2 separate regions of the Danio rerio genome follow, and region 2 is linked to region 1. A link is a contact called in public Micro-C data. All regions are on one chromosome and are shown on one strand. Each heading gives the region's core, a stretch centred on a gene start, on an enhancer-like site or on the middle of the called end of the contact. The rest is flanking DNA. Distances are from core to core; before and after follow the strand shown. Region 1 holds the start of pals2a (protein associated with LIN7 2, MAGUK p55 family member a). Region 2 holds the start of gnl1 (guanine nucleotide binding protein-like 1).

Evidence for each region. A called contact is a pair of places that touch in the nucleus more often than the background predicts.
Region 2: a Micro-C map of caudal fin shows a contact between it and region 1, with 8 times the contacts expected there. The contact joins the promoter of gnl1 here to the promoter of pals2a in region 1. A contact is called at or near these places in 1 of 18 Hi-C or Micro-C datasets (caudal fin) and 1 of 4 datasets of contacts at active chromatin or transcription factors (caudal fin).

What each region holds. Positions count from the first base shown.
Region 1 is chr16:22,839,558-22,844,920 of GRCz12tu, forward strand. pals2a (protein associated with LIN7 2, MAGUK p55 family member a) reads right to left here and starts at 2,664. Exons shown (of 14, transcript NM_001256189.1): 1 at 2,519-2,664. The region is part of intron 1 of LOC137487900 (a long non-coding RNA gene); the gene reads left to right.
Region 2 is chr16:23,020,499-23,025,513 of GRCz12tu, forward strand. It overlaps gnl1 (guanine nucleotide binding protein-like 1), which reads right to left and starts at 3,050. Exons shown (of 12, transcript NM_001077253.1): 1 at 2,926-3,050; 2 at 612-765; 3 at 362-498. The coding sequence starts at 2,998. All of the region lies in intron 1 of LOC137487900 (a long non-coding RNA gene), which reads left to right.

The DNA of each region.
Region 1 (5,363 bases), core at 1,414-3,913:
TTTCAAACAACTGCAATGAATTAAAAAACTAGTTTGCCTAAAAAGTCACAATTTACTCGTCTTCCACTTATCCAAATCTATTTGATTTCTTTCTTCTGTCGAATAAAACATAAAATAAAAACAGTGGTTGGAAACCACTGGCAATTATTCTTCTTACTGTACTATAAATCTCAATGATTCTGTTCATTGTTTTCTAAATATCTTCTTTTGTGTTCAGCAGAAAAATAAACTCATGAAAAACAGGTTTAAAACTACTTCAGGGTGAGTAAACTTTCATTCTGAAGTGAACAATCTATTTAATAGTCACACTTTACAATAAGGTTACAGTAGGTAATGTATTTACTAATAAGAACGAAGTATCATGACAAATTAATTATTTGTAGCCTACCGCTTCAACTACCTGCCCTGCATGGTCTTTGTTTCACTCATACCCATTTTTTTCCCTTCACTCTCCTATTGGTGAAGTTTTTTTTCCCTCTCCGCTGTCGCCACTGGCTCGCATGGTTCAGGATTGGTAGAGCTACGCATCGATGAATTTGCTCTTCAGTGTTTGGACTCTCAGTAATGATTTCAAATCACACTGAACTGAGCTAAACTGAACTGAACTTAAACACTAAAAACTGAACTACACTGTTCCAGTTACTATGACCATTTATGTGAAGCTGCTTATTTGTATATCGCTAAAAGCGATATACAAATAAAGCTGAATTGAATAAATAAAGATAAGTTACACACAAATTACCCAATGGGATTACACAATGGGACTCTGGCATGAATAGGCAGAGTGATCTGTGTCGTTTTAATGCTGTCGACAAATTTGGTTGGTAAATGGTGCACTACTAACAGTATCAGAGGTTTTTGCTAAAATTTCAAAGTGTGAAAGCAAAAGATTGAAGCAGTGTACTGACGCTGTGACATGTTACCTGATTGATTTAAAAGACCGAAGAATTGTTAGATAGAGACAAGATTAATTAAATATCATGTTCAACTACTATAGCAAGACGTTATCCAGTGGTACATCCTTAATGAACTGTCCGGTGTGAACTGCTCTCTGGGATCCAAAGACATGCGCACTAGGTGTTTTGGTTAAGTTAAATTATCTGTAGTGTCTGTGTGTGAATGGCATCTGCTGCATAAAACAAATGCCGGATGAATTGGCGGTTCATTCCACTGTGGTGACCCCTCATTAAAGGGACTATATTTATTATTTCATAGTGCACTATAAAAACATGTTTTATTGTTCTTATTAAGAACCATAATCACTGCCATTAAAACACCTGAAAGTGTACCAATTGTATTAAAAAAGTTATTTTAGAAGTAATTTTGTTTAAGTATATGTTGTTTAAAAGCTAGGTAGTATAAAAAGTCAGTCTTCCATCTGCATATTTCCACAATAGTCAGATTTTTTCAAACTAAGTATTATCAGAACTTAGCGAACCATCAAACTTAAATTTACTGTGCATTAAAATTCATTTTTTTCCTTTTCATTTGTCCTGTGTGATGAAGGTAAAACGTGATTTGCCAACCGCCAGATAAAACTTAAGAAGGCAAAACGCGCATGTGCGTATTTTCCTTAGAAAATGTATGCAATTTTTGATTGTAGTTAGACGATGAACAAATTAGAGCTGTGCATTATTCAGTGTTTTTCTTTTAACGTGCTTCTTTACATTATTCAGTACATCATCTTTAGCGTTCAAACAAATGATCTCAACCAGGTTTGGAAGTAGTGGAGGATGAGTAAATGAACTACTTTCATTTTTTTGGGTGAACTATCCCTTTAAATATGCCTGACTCCTGGGGTCTGTTTTGCGATTTAGATGTATAATGACCCACTTTAACAGTACTTAGCAGCAAGCAAATGCAGAACAAATTTAAAAATACCTTTGTACGGTGTTGTAAATGAGTTATAACGCACCAAAGCTATATGACCGTGTTGAATTGGGCTGCTCTCATTGTTACATTAAATTCACTCGCGCATTCTTGCTACGGTTGACTGTCCTGGAAGTGCCATGTTTTGTTAATCTGTTCTGTTCTAGTAAAAAAAAAAACCTGCCTCCAGTTAACGTTTCCAGTCACTCTGGACAGTACGTAACACGCCGGAGATTTTTATGATGGCAACACGAGCGCACGTGCGGCCCATTCAACTTCAAGGAAAAGCGCAGCGCGTGGGACGCAAAGAGCACATTGCTCGCGCTCAGTGCTACTACAGCTTTTACAAACCAAACTCGATTGCCCAAAGAATATAAAGTTTACATTGCGAGTTCGTGCTGCTGATTTTCGCAGTTCTTTCATTCATGCCTTGAACTGCTTTCAACAGTTAGCTTAACCAGTGTAGCCGCGGAGTGCTAGCAGCAATCAGCTGTTTATTATTAGACTGCTAACTGGATTTAGCTGGTTAGCGCTCCAATCAAAAGTGTCCCCAGTGTGAGACAGCTGCACAGACATCCACGTGTAGAGCCCTGCTCATACAAACAACCGCACCTATAGCCTCAAATAATTCATAAAGCTCAAGACGTACCTCGCAGTCCCCCTTTGATGAATCCGTGTCCCTGTGAGAATTTAAAGCCCCATAAATTTCCCAAGCAGACAGAACAAGACACTTATCCTCTCTAGTGCTCCCTATGTCAGTCAAGACGCACGGACCTGCCCTTTTCGTTGACGCCCGAGAGCAACGACCAATCGGAGGTATGAGATGCAGAAGAACACGCCTACCGTCCGTTCTATTCCTGTATAATAGTAGTGCATGTGCGACTCATTTGTGAAATACGTGGGACGATTATGTCATTTCTCCGCCCCATTAGTAACTTGCTCATTTAAGATTAAGGGTTTGTATGACCATATCTATAAGATATATATATATATATATATATATATATATATATATATATATATATATATATATATATATATATATATATATATATATATATATATATATATATATATAACTTAATTCTGAATTCTACAGTTTTATATTTAGAGATATAATTTATATAAGTTTATAATAATCTATCAGGAAACGCTTGGATATGTATAAGCATTTATCAACTTAGCCACCATTTTCATGAAATACTCTGTTTACAATAATAATATCACACATTAATCCATAGTAAAATATTACATATGACAGGAATAAATTAAATATGACATCTTTTGGGGACGTGACGTCTTCAATTTTCTGTTAGCTGTCCAGTAGAGAGCAGCACCAGCTCTTTAACTTTCTTTACACTCACTCCCTTCATTCTGCGTTAATGAACTTAGAGCATAAAAAACTATCATTTATATATATATATATATATATATATATATATATATATATATATATATATATATATATATATATATATAATTCATTTAAATAATTGTTAGAAAAAAAATCTTTTGGCTTTTTTTTAACTCTTTGATATGGAGCTAATAATATGCCAAAACAATCGGAATTTGAATTGTGTTAATAAGAAATTCAAATTCAAAACAATTTAAAATGGCATGTAAAAATTCTGACTTATTAAACTACTTTTATCAATAATTCAAATAACACAATTCAAATTCAGATTGGTTTGGCATGTTATTAGCTCCATACCTTGACTTATTCCACACTAACTTAAATGTAAATCTTTAACATTTTAACAATTAACAAAAAGTAATGTTTTAAAAATATTTAAAAAGCAGAAAATGTTTAATTAAAATTTAAGAATTTATTTATGAGTTATAAATGTTGTGTTGCTACTTTTATTAAGATTTAATGATTGATCATTTTTGCAATGCTTTTAATTCATCAACATATTATAATGTACAGAACATGTAAGGGCCAAAGCTGCAACACTGCCACTCTCTGGATACCACTGGCATTACTTTTGTGGATGAAAAAAACTAGCAACACCAAGTAGACATTTTCTTAAATCTAAAAAGAGACAATTCAAATAAAAAATAGAGGACAGAGAAAATTAAATGAAGTTTTATGAAAAATAATTTTTAATGGAAACCAAAGGAATAGTTCACACATTAATTCTGCCATTGTTTGACTTTTGTTAGTCACAAGATGTAATTTATTTAAAAAAATATTGGAACCTTTAAACATTAAATTCCATAGTATTTGTGTTTCATACTTCTAACATTTGTCAAAAGGTCTTGAAAAATCTTTTTGTGTTAGACAGAGAACACTCATAAAGATCTGGAACTACTCAGGTTCAGAGCGTCATTACTGGTTGAGGGTCAGTAATGGTGACTTGGTGAGTAAATTTTCATTTGTGGGTGAACTATCCTTAATGCTTTTCATTGTGACGCAGTGCTTCCTTTTTCTCAGAGGTACAGATGTGGTTATGGTCCAGGAATTTAAATTTTCCTCTCTTCACTGTAAATACACTTAACTATCTTCCTTGAAAAACACAGAACATCATTTTGCTGTCAATCTTCTATTATGTTTGGGATAATTCTTTAATCACAAATGCAGATGATCTACTCCTAACTTTACAGGAGGCACAGACAACACAGACTAATCTCCAGCCACCCTCCCGTTTCGTTATTTTTCCCAGAAAACTCCAATAAGTGGCATAAATGGTACCTTTCATCAATGTTTGGCCTGATTTGTAAATAAAAAAATAACAATGATAAAAAAAATCTGTGAATAACAAGAAAAGGTTCAATTTCATGGGCCTGTTGCACCAGCAGTGTGCAAGTTAAAACGCAGCCTAGTTGTGACTTAAAGGGACACTAAGTTAAAACAAACACAGTACTAAATGTTTGTGTTGCACTACTGAACTTAGTTTAAACGTAACACTACGTTCCAACTAAATATTTACGGCAGCATGCCCTTCATGTAAAATGGTAGAAAAGAGACAACAATGAGATTAGTTTACGTTACGCAGCTCGTGATCATAATGAAGAATGTTTTGTGTTTATTGTATCCATCAATTAAAATGAGAATTTCTTCATAACAGTTTTTTTTCCAGCTCTTTTTTCTTTCATGAGTAGGATATATAAAAAAATAAAAGTTTAATGTTTTGATAACTTCGTGTGCATTCAATTTCGCATGTATTCACAGTTCGAGATGCAGATGTGTGCATCGTCTGTTATTAGTGACTGACTGTAATGTAAAGAAGTGCTATAAAAATGTGATTTATAATTTATTTATATATAGATGCAATAGTTGCAAAATTTTGAAGCAGTTTAACGATTTAGATGCTTTTTATTTGGATAACACATCATTCAACACGACTACGCATGACTTTACGGAGAGCTTACAATCTACTAACTACAGTTTGCCTTAAGAGCATGTGTTGCAACGGAAGTAAGAACAAATTTCGTTACAAACTAGCTAGTAGTTACTAAGCCCCTAGTGTGGACTTATCGTTCCAGTTTAAGAA
Region 2 (5,015 bases), core at 1,800-4,299, 180 kb after region 1:
GGGGATTTAATGGATACATTTTTTAAACTTCATAAACTTTTATTGTATCTAAAAGATATTCCAATCATTACAAAAAAAGATATGCATCATTAAAAAAAAATAATAATAATATAAATTCACAGGTATCTCCTTTTCCCATTTACAGTGAAAGGATTCAAACAGAGGTCATTGTCTCATATTTTTCACAGTCACAACATGCCCTTTGCTTTCAGATGCTGCAACATTTAATGGTGTAACATGGAGGACAATTTTGGCAAGTTTTAGCAAGCAATTCGAAAATGAAAGCTTATCATCATAACGATATTTGACTCAGACTCCCAGCTGAGAACCATTACTTTAAATGACTCAGAATCATGAATACCTTTGTCCTCAGGATAGATCTGATTTATATCCATCTCAAGCTCCTTTTCTACCACCGGCTTAAGGATTTTCTCCCTTGCTGTTTTCTTCCTCTTCTCGACATCCTCCTTGCTTTCTTTCTCAAAGTGCAGCCGGAATCTGCAAAACAAGCCAATATGAGATGAACAGGACGATACAGGCCTCTGCCAAATTAGCTTATGTTTTATGAATGAGACAAGGCTGGACTGACTGTTTCACCTGTCCCGGCTCACCTGTTGGGGTCATATCTGCCGTCTCTGGTGCCAGGCTGATGGTTGATCCGCCTGATGTCTGTCGTCTCGCTGTCTGATGTATCCGACTGTCTGTCTCTGCCAGGTCCTCTCTCCACGCTGGCATTTCGGCTGCTGTGACCTGACCCGGTTTCTCCTGCACACACATAAACAAAAACTTTAAAGAGTGAGGGCTTATCTTGAAGACTTTGAAAGCAAAGCAGCATCAGTCTTTTTGTTTGTGACAATACTTCAATTGGAATAGTTCCATTAAAATTGCATTTGCAAGCTCTCGTCAACCAGCAGGGATAGTTTACCCAAACGGATAGTTCACCCAAAAATGAAAATCTGTCGTTCATTTTAACTGAGGTCAGTCAATATACAAGTTACTTTTCTTTTATTCAGCAGAACACTAAAGAGATGTTTAGATGAAATTATTATTATTAAATTACTATTATTATTACGTTTAAATCACAGACTCAATAAATGTCCTGAATGTTCTGGTGCAATTTCACATGTGGAATGTAGTGCTCAATTGTATATTATAATGGTACCAGTTAAACCTTCATGCATAATCTTAAACAGCAGGACTGAATTTTTAAAACACTGATTTTTGTCATTATGTTACAAGAAACTTGTGCTTAATATTGTTAAACAATTTCTTGCTGATGCTGTGGATTGAAGTTAATGACATTGTAAATAATGTGTAGCTTCATTCACAGACCAGTCGTTTCACTTCATAAAACCTCATTGCATTGTCATCAGCCAACGGTATTAATCGTGTAATTCCTGTTATTGTTTTTATTTACTTTCAAAGTGCAGATAGATGTTGACCTACATTATATGAATCACCACGATTTGAGCGAAAATTCAATGTTGCTTTAAATCATTTTAAGTAACACATGCAGTATCATTTTTTAAATTTTATACTGAAAATATTACAGTAAAAACATAATCCCATTTATAACACAATGGAGTTCAATGCAGAATACAGTAGTCAAGCTGCTCCTGCCTTCAGCTTCATTTGCTCGCAGATGACTTGTGCATTGACCTATATCTGTCAAGTGACAGCATTTACATTTTAAACGTCTGACTTATTTACACCATTTAATTGTATCACTTTATTTCAAGTGGATCGTCAAAATGATGATATCTGTCAAAGGCTTTCTCCCACTCTATTCAGATGGGATGGTGGGATAATCAAAGGATACCATGGGCCAACTTTGGCCCGCGGGTTCTACTTCGGGCATCTCTGCTATTGACAATTTTGAATGTGCAGCAATATTATGTGCAAATTGCAATGTAAACTAAATATGTGTGTTACATAGATAAGTGAATATGTGTAATACATAAATATGTGTAGTACATAAATAGTGTTATTGTACTTATTCTACAATCCCTAAACTAGCAGCTTATGAATAATAAAATGAGAGTAAGCTGTGACAGGTAATTGCAAAATTACTGACATAAAGAATTCAAAAGAATGTCTAAAAAGAACCACGAAAATAAAGTATCACTCTCATTTGTTTGTATTAAGACCTTAATACTCTTTCTGTGGAAAATAACCCACGCTGCTTCTGCTGTAATAATCATGTAATACTCTGATGAATTACAATTATTATGCCAATAAAATTAGATTGATGACGACACATAATAATCACTTTAAAGCCACATCACTGCTTCATCAGCAGCAGTTATTTTAAGTAGTTTTTCTGTGTACTAGAGCCGAATACTTAGGCAGTTAATTCAGCCTGCTTTAGCATGTATTGATCGCTTTGTTATTGTGTTACGTAACTTCACGCTGAGTCTGCGCACTTACATACCGCATAACACAAGCGCTAACAACAGCAAAACACAAGCCGCTCAAAATGCGGTGAATAATCATCATCATCATCAGGCCTTTCAGCGTCATTTCGCAGTTGACAGATAAAAACGGAAATCTGGTCCATGAAGACAAATAACCGTTGGGGCGCGTGACACTCGAGTTGTCACGAGCAGTTGTTTATACTGTACACGACCTCCATAATAAGCGCAATGTGATGGATTTATGCTGTTTTATTAATTAAATTCAGCGTCTTCTTTCGTTTCCTAGTCAGACATAAATTTGACAGCAGTATGGTGTCAAGTTTGGTCACAAGCATCCACAAAAACTTAGCAAGCAAAGTATTTAGAGCAGCGTAGTTGATCGGCGACTGATCTAACATGGAGGGACATGGTCACATTACTGCACACTGAAATATAAATCATAAAACAAAAAATCACGTGGCTGGCGTAGAGGGTCTGCGAGCGCGCTAACTCGGCTAAGCTAGTTACCCACCTCTCTTTCTCTCGCGTTTCACCTGGAGCTGCTTCTTTTTCTGTTTGTTACTGAAAGGCTTTCTGCGCGGCATGGTCGCATTAATCAAAAAAGAAGGACGAAATAAGGCGCGAGGACGTATCCTCTGTTGTTCGCTCAATATTTACATTCGTGAAGTTTCTCCGCTACTCGCGTGGACTTTTCCGTGACCCCGCCCACTGATGGGGTGGACGCTACCATCATGAACTTCACACATTCAACACTAGGCGTCACAAATACATCTCACTTTGACTTTCCCATTGCTTTATGATGTTCTTGTGCCTTTGTTGACTTTATGCGACGATTTTTCACAAAAGTAAACAAACCAAGTAGTAATTTTGACCCCTATATTTTTGAGTAGTAGTGTGGCACAGACAGTCTACCAAAGATTTGAAACTGAATGCTGGAATTGGTATCAGTCAGCGTTTGTGAAAGCTTTTTTTATAAAGTAATGCATTACAATGTTAAGTTACTTTCTCAGAAAGTAACTGGTTACGTTACATAGTTACCTTGTATGGTAAGTAATGTTACATTACTTTTGAGTTACATTTCTTACCTGAGACTTGATCTCTTATTCTCTATTAGAATTTGCATTTTATTTTTAACAGAGGAGCTTTACAGTTAGGAAAAAGCACTGTATAGAATTCATTTACCTTTAAAATAAACACATAAAAAATCCTAATTTAGGAAAACATTATCTTCTGGGAGCTTTGAAAGTTTAAAGCAATTTGTTAACTAGAATAGCTACTTGGTACTTTTTGTCATATTAGTGAACAAAAATCACTTTGTATTAAGACAATCCCCTTTTCTTCTATGTGTTCAAAATAATGAGAATAGTGTAGAAGATACACCATCTAAATGCACTAGCGCGCATCGTCAGTAATGTATCCTGGCCCTGGGGTCACCGGGTGTTTCGGTCTTCAACTATCGACATACTCACCCAGGTGACCCAGATAAGGTTGATCAGACCCCAGCTTGCGTCCCAGTAGCCATCACCCACAGATCAGCCCTCATTATCAATTGCCGTCTTGTGGCTTTCTCTGCAGCTTCTCAAACAGACTTAAAAGGAACCTGTGGTAAAAAAAATCTACTTTTCAAGCTGTTTGGACAGACAGATGTGTAAGTATAGTGTATAGACCATAATGTTGGGGTGATATAAACACACCCAGTCCTTTTTTTTTTCAATTTAACAACATAAAAACGGTGGACCAATTGGATCAGTTTTCAGAGTGATCGCAACTTGACGTAGGAGTGTGGTCCCCCCGCCCACCTATATTGATTTACAGGCCCATTGATGGACGTCACCATATGCTCAGTTTGTTGATTTACGTCCGCCATTTTCAGTGTGAGTCAAAGCGATATCACTAAAGGAACATCCTTGCTCTATTTTTAGATGTAAGGCTCATTGGGCTCAACACAAGATTAACATTCACCACATGATTGCTGTAATCGGAATTATTGGTTGTATCTTTAGGTAGGCTTGTAAACATGTGTGCTTTTCATTGCGTCTACCTTAAAATTCAGCCGTTTGCATTTCTCGAGGTCACAGAAGCTCCCTGTGATCTTAACTAGGTGTCTGCCTGTCTGTTGAAAACACAGAGCGGGTGAGTTCTTGGCTCCGCCCCCTTGTTACGTTGGGTGGGAAGCCGAAACTAATTTTCATATGAAGCAATACGCCTCTAAGACAGCAAACTGTGTAAACGCCCCCAACATGACACTTTTGAACACACTATAATAAAAAAATCTGAACTGTGTTGAACTGAGCCTAAACTGGCACACTCAAGAGAACCATAATACTAATATTTAATCATAAAAAAGGGGTAAACTATGAGCCCTTTAATGGCCCTCTTCTTAGCTGCTACTGCTAGGTCTAGTTGGTTGAAGACTTTATAGAACAGGGATTCTCAACCTTTTTCACTTTGGGGACCACCTCCTTCGAAAAATTTTTGAATTTTTTTTAATGCGGTCAATGCACTGGTCTGTTGTGGTAAAGAAGGAGCTTTGCTGAAAGGCAAAGCTTTCGATTTACTGGTCAATCTACGTTCTTACTCTCATCTATGGTCATGAGCTTT